2 separate regions of the Sus scrofa genome follow, and region 2 is linked to region 1. A link is a contact called in public HiChIP or PLAC-seq data. All regions are on one chromosome and are shown on one strand. The core of a region is the stretch at or near the end of the contact, and the rest is flanking DNA. Distances in the headings are between cores, read along the strand shown. Region 1 overlaps LOC106509892 (a long non-coding RNA gene). Region 2 has its middle 120 kb from the start of RDH14.

Region 1 (4,661 bases), core at 1,483-3,982:
GATTCTTGAAAGGTTTGATCTAGATCTCTCTTTCTCTTAATCCCCATTCTCTCTATTAATGTCTCTCCCTGTCTTGGAAGAGAGACCCCAGATATCCACCCCTACGATCTTGATGGCCCAAGGTAAGCTCAAAAATTCAAAAGAATCTGCATTATAGATTATAACTCAAAACAATGTCAGTCATTATAAGAATCAATATTAAAGGTCATGCCCATGTGGGGATGTGCCTTTAACTCAAGTCCTTTGTAGTCGGAAAGTATTATTCTTAATAAAGTTGGCTGGATTGATTTTGAGCATTTTTAATTACTGGTTTTTGTCACCATGCCTACAGGATACACAGTCCTTCCACTGGTCTGCTCCCTGTGTAATCTCCTCCTCAGTTTTTGGCTTCTCTTCTATGTTTAGACACCTGAGCTCATCACTACCCTCTCCTTTCCTCGACTGTTATTGGGCTCTTTCTCATGCCCCTGACTGCAAGCAGGACAGTCATCCAGCAGCCTTATCACTAATTTAAAATGGTACCTCTACAGCAAGGGGGCTCTTCTCAGCCGGAACAAAAGGAGTAGCTTCCATTCTTCTCAGCCAATACTGGGAGGTTTCTGGAGAATTGTAGCAAAAGTGAGATGATTCTTTATCAGGCTGTGTGTACTAATACTATCTTCTGATTTTTATAATGTTCGCTTTTGAGATGCATTCTTCCTGTATAACACCCCATATAACATCACAGTTTTCATATTCCGCACCTGCAAGGGGGGCCGTTCAGATAGGCTGTGATGAGAATGGCAACCTCTTAAAGTTTGCAGTGCACAGCCCAGCAAACATCCTTGTGGCCCTGAGATGCTTAGATTCATTGTCTATTGGCACTACAAGGAGAGTATAATCTACTGCTCCTTCTGCCTTTCGCAAATGAGGAACTAAGGTCCAACAATTGAAGGTCTTAGGTATTTTTTTACAATTAGTTGTCTCATTTGGATGTGTGAATTCATGTATAGAACCCACATCTCTCTGTTATCCACATTTCATGCCAGTTGTATTGGATGGAAAATAAAATTTTAACAGTCAAGTTATTTAAAGTACTTTTGTTTGCTTGATAAAATTATAAGAACTACCTTGACCAACACAGAAATCTTCATCATGTAAAAGCCATTGATAGTTGAAGTAAAATCAAAATTTCACTCCCCAATTCCATGCATGAAAAAATAAATGCTGGTCTTAAGACAAGTGGGACTTGTGTGGAACAAATAAGTATATAGAGTCTTCTTGAAAAGTCCTAAAAGGAGACCCACAATGATTATCTTACAAAGTGTCCACCTTTGGATAAAATCTACATTTCAGCTGCTATTTATTAAATAGCATAAGATTTATCTTTGAATGCTATCTTATCTCTTATAAGCGAAGACCAGAGCCTCCTCTGCTAGGACTGTAGGCTGGGGAGCCAAGGACTAGCGTTCCTAAAATTAACCATGCTTGTGGTTCATTGTTTGAGCCAGCCGTGTTCATTTTCCTTCCTTGTCCTAGATTTACCAGGTTGTGAAAAGAGGTTAGACCAGAAGATCCTGAAGGATTCTCATTATCTGTAATTTTTTATAATTAATTAATTAGCTTATTTGTTTATTTGGGGGGGGACTTAAAAACAGTATTATTCTTTCTTAAAACTAATTTCTTTATTTTTATTATAGTTGACTTACAGGATTGTGCCAATTTCTGCTGTACAGCATAGTGACTCAGTCATACATACATGCACATAGTATCTTCCATCATGTTCTAGCCCAAGAGTTTGGATACAGTTGCCTGTGCCCTGCAGTAGGACCTCATTGCCTCTCCATTCTAAATGGAATAGTTTGCATCCTCCAACCCCAGACTCCCCGTCCATCCCACTTTCATTATCTTTAATATTTTTTTAATTTGTTTCATGGAATCAGGTAGGAAGTAAAGGCATATAATTGTCGTAAAGTCGTAAAGGCATATGATTGTCATACAGTCGTAAAGTCGTAAAGTCAAGGCATATACAGTCTGTGTATTGTTACACAATACGTAAAGTAAGTAAAGGCATGTAACAATATAGGAGTCAGAGATCCCTAGCCTACGGCATCTACTGCTCAGCCTTGCTGCTTCTTTTTCCTTTTAATGGGGCCCTTTTGCTGTACTGCTTGTAGCTCATATATGTTCCTCTCCTCACAATCCACTAGATCCACGAGAGTGACATCTCCGGATTCCTCTCTACTACCCTCATCTCTGTTTTCTAACTCTTGGAACTTCTCAGCCTCGAAGCAGTTTGTTGGCTCTGAGCTAGGTCTCTGTTTACTTGGTGTTTTCCATCATCTGGGAATTCTCATTCGGGACTCTCTGTTCTGTGTTCATCAGCTCCCCGGCCTCTGTGGGCTCAGCCTCCTCGCTGATTATTCGATTGCATGGTTTCCCTTCATGGCTCATCTTTTTTCATTTGTCTCATGTTCATGTCAGTATATTTAAGCTCAGGCCTGGTATTTCTGGATCCTTTCTAACAAAACTCTGTTTATTTTTTCCTTTCTTCTTTCTTTGTTAGATCATCTGTGCCTTTTTCATAGTTTCACTCCACTGGCAATCGCAGAGAATTTATCAATGCAGTTTAAAAATTCCCCATTTGTTTACTGGAAACTTCCTTTTCATTCAAGGTCTTCTTATTCTCAGAAGGTGTCATCTTGCATAGAACATCTCTCAGTTTCTGAAGCTTCCCCATAAAATGGAGGAATAAAGTGCCTCAGTACCGGAGGCAGAATTTCTGAAATGACCTCCTCCTCCTTGAGAGGCTCTGACCTAATTTTCCAGGCCTGTGAGTATGACGATGTTTCTATCACGCTTGTGATTTCGTGCTTTGCCAAATGGCACAGTTGCCCTTGAAATAGAGATTATTCAGGTGGGCTTGATATAACCATCAGTCCATAAAAGCTGAGGGCGGAGTCAGAGACCTTTGAAGGATGAGGACTGGACATGCCATAGCTGCCATGGTGATGGAGGGGCCTTGATGAAAGCACCAGGGGGAATGTGGGTGGCCATGGAACAGACAGTAACTCTGGCCAGCAGCCAGCAAAAAATGGGACCTTCTTCCAGCAACCAGCAACCACGAGAGAGTAAATTTGGCCAAAAACCTGAAGGAGTTTGAAAGTAGATTCTTTCCCAGAGCCCCACCTGCCCCCACCCTGACTTTGTCCTGTGCGATCCTAAGCAGAGAACCCAGTTACATGGGGCCCAGACCTCTGATCTACTGAAACGGTGTCACAATGACTTAGTGTTCCTTCAAGCCAGTAAGCTTGTGGTAATTTGTTACACGATAGGAAATGTTACCAGCTATTGTGCTACTTTGGTGCTTTTGTCTGCTTGCCTCTGAATTCAGTACCTACAAAAGTGAGATCTTCAGCTTTACTGAATTAAAGTTTTTTCAAATCACAAGATCTCCTCAATACTGAGGTTAGGAGAACCTTCCAAATAATCTTTTAAGTAGTTCTAATTTAGAATTGCAATATGGCTATATGTGAAGAGAACTGTGAACAGTCTGGCAGTTTCTTCTATTGAGATAACAGTAGCTTAAATCTCTGAATTAGTCAATTATACCCTAAACTCAATGATGCAGTGAAGGGTAGGGGGAGGTGGGTTTGGAAAGTGGTTGTGAATTATGCTGGACCAGTCATGTGCAAAACAAGAGTCTTAATGGAATTCTAAAAGTAGTTACGAAAAACAGTAAGGACAATTTGAAAAGGTAAAAATAGATAAGTAGTACAGAGTCAGAAATATTGTAGATAAGTTGCTGGATAAATTCTGAGAATTGATTTGAACTACTTACAAAATAGCCATTGCTTGTAGAGATAAGGGAATTTAGGTTGGAGAGAAAAAGTTTATGTATTTAGACAAACTCCAGGTATCATCTTTCTTGTCTTTTCTTTCTGCCTCACTATAAATTGAAGAATAAACTAGGAAATTGTAGAACTAAATTGTGCCTTTACTCTGATCATTTGACTCTGTGAATATTAAACACAAGTTAACAGAAGAAGATTAAACAAAGATAAAAGAAAGCTAGCTGTAGAGAATTCCACATCAAATTGCTCTGAAGCTTTGAAACTCTCAAGAGGAATTTTACCTTTAAAAAAATTAATAAAATATAAGTTCAAATTTCTTGCTTCTGAATAAAGTTGAAAATATTCAATTTGGAAAGCATCTTCTTTGAAAGAGAAGATCTAAAGATATCAGAAATCAAGATTTCAAGTTAATATTTTGGAGGGTTTTTTTTCAGCTATGCCTGAGGCATATGGAAATTCCTGGGCCAGGGATCAAACTCATGCCACAGAAGCTACCCAAGCCCTTGCAGTGACAATGCCAGATCCTTAACCTGCTGTGCCACTAGGTAACTCCATGGTAACTCACTTTTTTTTTTTTTTTTTTTTTTTGCCTCGCCCACAGCATTGGGAAGTTCCTGGGCCAGGGACTGAACCCTTACCACAGCAATGACAATGTAAGATCCTTAACCACTAGTCCACCAGAGAACTCTGCTGGAGATTTTTTTTTTCTAAGTGTTTTCATTTCTGTAGATCTCAAAATTGCTTATCACTCATATATCAAAAATTGTCATTTTGTAAACTATGTTGTTTTTATAGAAATAAAAATATAATAATGTGCTAGTCCAGTCA
Region 2 (4,661 bases), core at 1,003-3,502, 550 kb after region 1:
TCCCAGGCTAGGGATCGAATCAGAGCTGCAGCTGCAGGCCTCCACCACAGCGCACAGTAATGCTGGGATCCTTAACCCAATGAGCAAGACCAGGGATCGAAGCCTTATCCTCATGGGTAATAGTCCGGTTGGTTACTGCTGAGCCACCAAAGGAGCTCCTCACCTTTCGTTTTTAGTAAGAACTTGTCAAAGTTAGGTAAAATGCAAGTGTACCACTTCTTTAGTTTCTGTAATAACAGCATTTTGTAGTAATCTAGCCCTCACTTTCTTTCCCTTAAGACATCTTATTTTGAACCCACAGTTCAAGGTCTAATTCTTTCTGTGCCATTTTATCAGAAGCAATGAGACAACTTAGGCCATCGAAGAAAAGAAGTCAATAACCTTGAGCTGAGATGGAAGAGAAAGAGTCAAGTTGAATTACAGAGCACTTAGCTCCAGATATTCAAGGAGAAAGACAGGCCTGTGTCAGCTAAAGGTTAAGGGGATCTGATAGTCCTGAAAGCAACTCCAACCACAGTCCAATCTAATTGCAGGCCTGCAAGCCGGTACCAACGATAATGCAATAGTAAATCACTGTTGAGCACAAGCTGTCTCTTCAGGGCCCCAGTCAGCACCAATCAGGCCCTTGGCAGCTTTTGCCTTCAATTATCTCTGAAATGCCAGCCACTGGCACCCTGGAACCATCCTTGAGTCTGTTTGTCTTTCTCTCTTCAGGCTCTGAGCTGGAGCTCTGTGGGGTGAACTATTCAACAAGTTGCAGGAAGATAAGGTCCTGAAGCAGTAAATCAGGGTGGCCAGAGGAGGACAGAAATGCCCCGAACATGGCATTGGGCATGGAGAGTGGCTGACAGATGCTCCTGTGCCTTGACTGAGAGAAAGACAGAGTCTCCTAGGGTCCCTGCATCAAAATTCTAATTCTGCCACTGTGTGAGGTTGGGCAAATTTCTTACCAGTTTTCACTGGCTTTACTATTTTATTTTATTTATTTTATTTTATTTTATTTTATTTTATTTTAGCTTTTTAGGGCCATTCCTGAAGCATATGGAAATTCCCAGGCTAGAGGCTGAATCAGAGCTGCAGCTGCCAGCCTACACCACAGCCACAGCAATGCCAGATCCGAGTTGCATCTATGATCTACACCACAGCTCACGGCAATTCCGGATTCTTAACCCACTGAGCAGGCCAGCGATTGAACCCGCATCCTCCTGGCTACTAGTCAGTTTCGTTACTGCTGAGCCATGAACTCCCTTCATTGGTTTGAAAAGCACATTTCCCCCTGTAGTTTAAAATCTCTGAGATTTTAGTGCACTGTGCCATGGGGGAAGCCTCACAGTCATAATTTTCAGAGTTTTTGATTTCCTTTTGTGGGGCTACATAAGATAATGTCATGCCCAAGAACAAGGCCCTGTGCTAATTGATTTCATGGGTTTTACTTCACTTTATCACAAGGCTCTGAGGCTACAATGATCTCCCTACCTGTCGAAGATCACAAAGTTAACAGCAAAATAGAGACTTGAATCATTTCTCTGATACTGGTTCTCTAGTATGATGAAGGTGTGATCCTATCCCATGCTTTCCCGACCATAGAGATGAGCTCAGAGTTGACTGCTGCCAACCCAAGGAGACCCCGGATTTTCTACTGTCTGGAATCAGACCTTTTCTTCTGGGTTCTAGTGCAGGTAGACAGACTTTTCTATCCATTCTGGGAAACTGGATTAATATGTTGAAGAAGGTGTCAGGAGCTGGATGAGAACTACCCCAGGTGTTTTAGCAAAGAATCCTGCCAACCTGTCTAACCCTGACTCAACCGAAAGACCATTTCTGGCTCCTCCTGGTTTGAAGCTCCAGCCATGACAGCCTCGCATAGAACCGAAGGCGGTGGGGAAACACCATCAGGGTCTTGTTACAATGGTTTGAACTCAAACAATCTCCTGATGGCTCCTCTGGGCCAAGGCCAACTGCAATGGTGTGTTCCTCACAAGTAGTCTTTTCCCATTTCTGGGACTCCCTGAGGTGTATTCAATAATGCACTCCTCATTCTGCAGCAGATGGAAAAGTGTTTAAAAAGGTGCCAGGTTTATTTATGGAAGCATGAGATTGAATTTAAGAGATGCGCTTTGCCAATATGAAATGTGAACTCTCAAAACAGGAAGTGTCTTTTACTGCCTATTTATTTTATTGCCGTATCAGCTGCCCAGAGCCGAAGAATCCTTCCTCTCAGGAATTATTTATTTTCTAACTTCTGAACCAGAACATCCTGACCATCAGCACTCACGCTCCTTGCTGCCAGATTCCCAACTACAAACATGTGCCTCGCTGTCATTCAGAGGGGATCCACTGAGGTTTCAGGGAAAAACATTTGGACTTGAATAGTTTGTACTGAATCTTTTTTTTTTCTTTAAATGTAAGCAGAGATGTTTCAAATAGGTCGAACCAAATGACAAAAGATGATACAAATCTTAAAATCGCGCTTAGAATAATGGAGGAATTCTTGAATTTTCTCATAGATCTCGATACCCAGTATTCTCTCATTACCATTTAACTGATACGAAGAATTTCTTGGAAGAAAACAAATATCTAATCATTTGGACTGGCTGCTATGTATCTGGTAAGAATGAAAAAACGGACCACAATTTAGTGAATTGTTCAGGGTACAGCGCTCCGTCTGCCCTGATATTTTCCCAACTTTTCAGAACTGAAAGTTACTACTCTAGCCTTCATTAAATAACTGAAAAATAATTTGTCAGAAACAGCATTTGGTATTTGAAGAAACAGCCTAATGTACGGGAAGGCACTGAACTGGGTCTCAACAGGCACTGGATACACGTGAACAAAAAACAGGCTTTTGGAGAAAGCATGAATATTATAAAAAGGGACAGAGATGCTGTTTAAGAGTTCTTTCAGTTGTTAGCAAAATCCATCCCACTGCAGTCCACTAGAGTGATCTAGATCATTCCAGTCTGAAGGTTTCCGTAAAGGTACCTTTTCACACGTGGACTTTACCTACAAAAGCCGAAATGCCTAGGAGACCCTCTCAGGCAGAAGACATGTTACAATTGTGCCACCTGCTGGATACACTCTGAATCACATCATTTCCTCGCGTCTTTCTCCCACTCAAAACTCAATGGGAGGCTCCCTATTGCTGACCGAGAAGAGTCTAAAATCCTCCGCTTTCAACGTCTTTATGATTTAACACAAGTTTACTTTCAGGTCTCATTTCCTAACACTCCCTTCATGGGTACTTAGCCTTGAGGTAAATCCAGAACTTTCTACCTTCTCTTTCTCAATCCCAGAATTAACTCAAGGCACAAGCCAGAGGACAATTGCAGAGAAGTTGAGGAGGTTCAGGGCAGAATCTCCACAGGAAAGAAACCAGAAGGTATGGATGCCCCAATACCCACATTATGTAGGACACCGAATGCTCACAACAACCTGAAGACTGTTTCTCTGCAGTTACTTAGAAGGTTTCAATAGGAGAAAAGTTAGCAATAGGAAAACAGGCAGAGGACATGAACACATACACAAAATGCGCATATTAAATTTCAGAGAACCATGCATAAATTCCCAAATGATCAAAAATGCAAATTAAAGTCAAGCAATATTATATTTGTCTATCAAATTTGAAATGGTTGTTTCTAAATGATGCTGTGTTGTGCTGGTGAGGGTCTAGAAAATAGATCCTCTCAAGGAGTTTTTGTTGTGGATCGGGAGGTTAAGAACCCAACTAGTATCCATGAGGATGCAGGTTGGATCCCCATCCTCGCTAAATGGGTTAAGGATCCAGTCTTGCTGCAAGCTGCAGTGTAGGTTGCAAGTATGGCTCAGATCCTCTGTCACCATGGCTGTGGCGTAAGTCGCAGCTACACTCCCAATTCAACCCCTAGCCTGGGAACTTCCATATGCTGCAGGTGTAGCCCTAAAAAGAAAGAAAGAAAAAGAAAAGAAAATTGATCATCTTGTAGGCTTTTGCAAAGCAGCATTTCTAAAGCACAATTTTTGAGTGTTCATTACAAGCTTTAGAAATGTGCTTTCATTCGGAGTTCCCACTGTGGCTCAGTGGTAATGACCCTGACTGGTATCCATGAGGATGAGGGTTCAATCCCTGGCCTCAGTCAGTGGGTTGAGGATCTGGTGTTGCCATGAGCTGTGATGCAGGTCGCAGACATGTCTCGGATCTGGCCTTGCTGTGATGTAGGCCTACAGCTGTACCTCCGATTTGACCTCTAGCCTGGGAACTTCCATAGGGGTGGGGCCCTAAAAAAAGGCACCCAAAAAGTTGTCTTTAGGATACAATCACAGGTTGTTCTATAATATATCCACTAGAATGGTGGTTATCACTGCAGGATTAATTGGAATAGATAAAAGGTGGAAACAAGTTACACGGCTAACCATAGGAGTATATCATATGGTACATTCATATGATAAATTTAAATAGTGACTATAATAGATATTGTGATAATAGTGCTTATTATGTATGTATTGTTCATATGCTGTTTAGAGGAAAAAAAGAAAAAGATCGGAACAGCCTATTCTGTTTGCTTCCACTTTTTTTTTTTTCTCCCCCCTGGTGTTTTGAGGGCTGTACTCGCAGCATATGGAGGTTCTCGGGCTAGGGGTCCGATTGGAGCTGCAGCTGCTGGCCTATACCATAGACACTGCAA

The links. HiChIP or PLAC-seq counts read pairs in DNA pulled down with a chosen protein or histone mark.
Region 2: an H3K27ac HiChIP or PLAC-seq map of skeletal muscle shows a contact between it and region 1, with 15 times the contacts expected there. The contact joins two enhancer-like sites. A contact is called at or near these places in 1 of 47 Hi-C or Micro-C datasets (omental adipose tissue) and 1 of 2 datasets of contacts at active chromatin or transcription factors (skeletal muscle).

The regions. Positions count from the first base shown.
Region 1 is chr3:119,016,464-119,021,124 of Sscrofa11.1, forward strand. All of the region lies in intron 5 of LOC106509892 (a long non-coding RNA gene), which reads right to left. Among named protein-coding and RNA genes, the nearest start is that of RDH14, 440 kb to the right of the region's middle. Within about 2 kb of position 2,733, at least 9 of the 83 cell types and tissues checked have an H3K27ac peak or open chromatin away from gene starts, as enhancers often do. A contact at or near this core is called in omental adipose tissue and skeletal muscle, where this site is marked.
Region 2 is chr3:119,568,474-119,573,134 of Sscrofa11.1, forward strand. No RefSeq gene overlaps it. Among named protein-coding and RNA genes, the nearest start is that of RDH14, 120 kb to the left of the region's middle. Within about 2 kb of position 2,253, at least 6 of the 83 cell types and tissues checked have an H3K27ac peak or open chromatin away from gene starts, as enhancers often do. A contact at or near this core is called in omental adipose tissue and skeletal muscle, where this site is marked.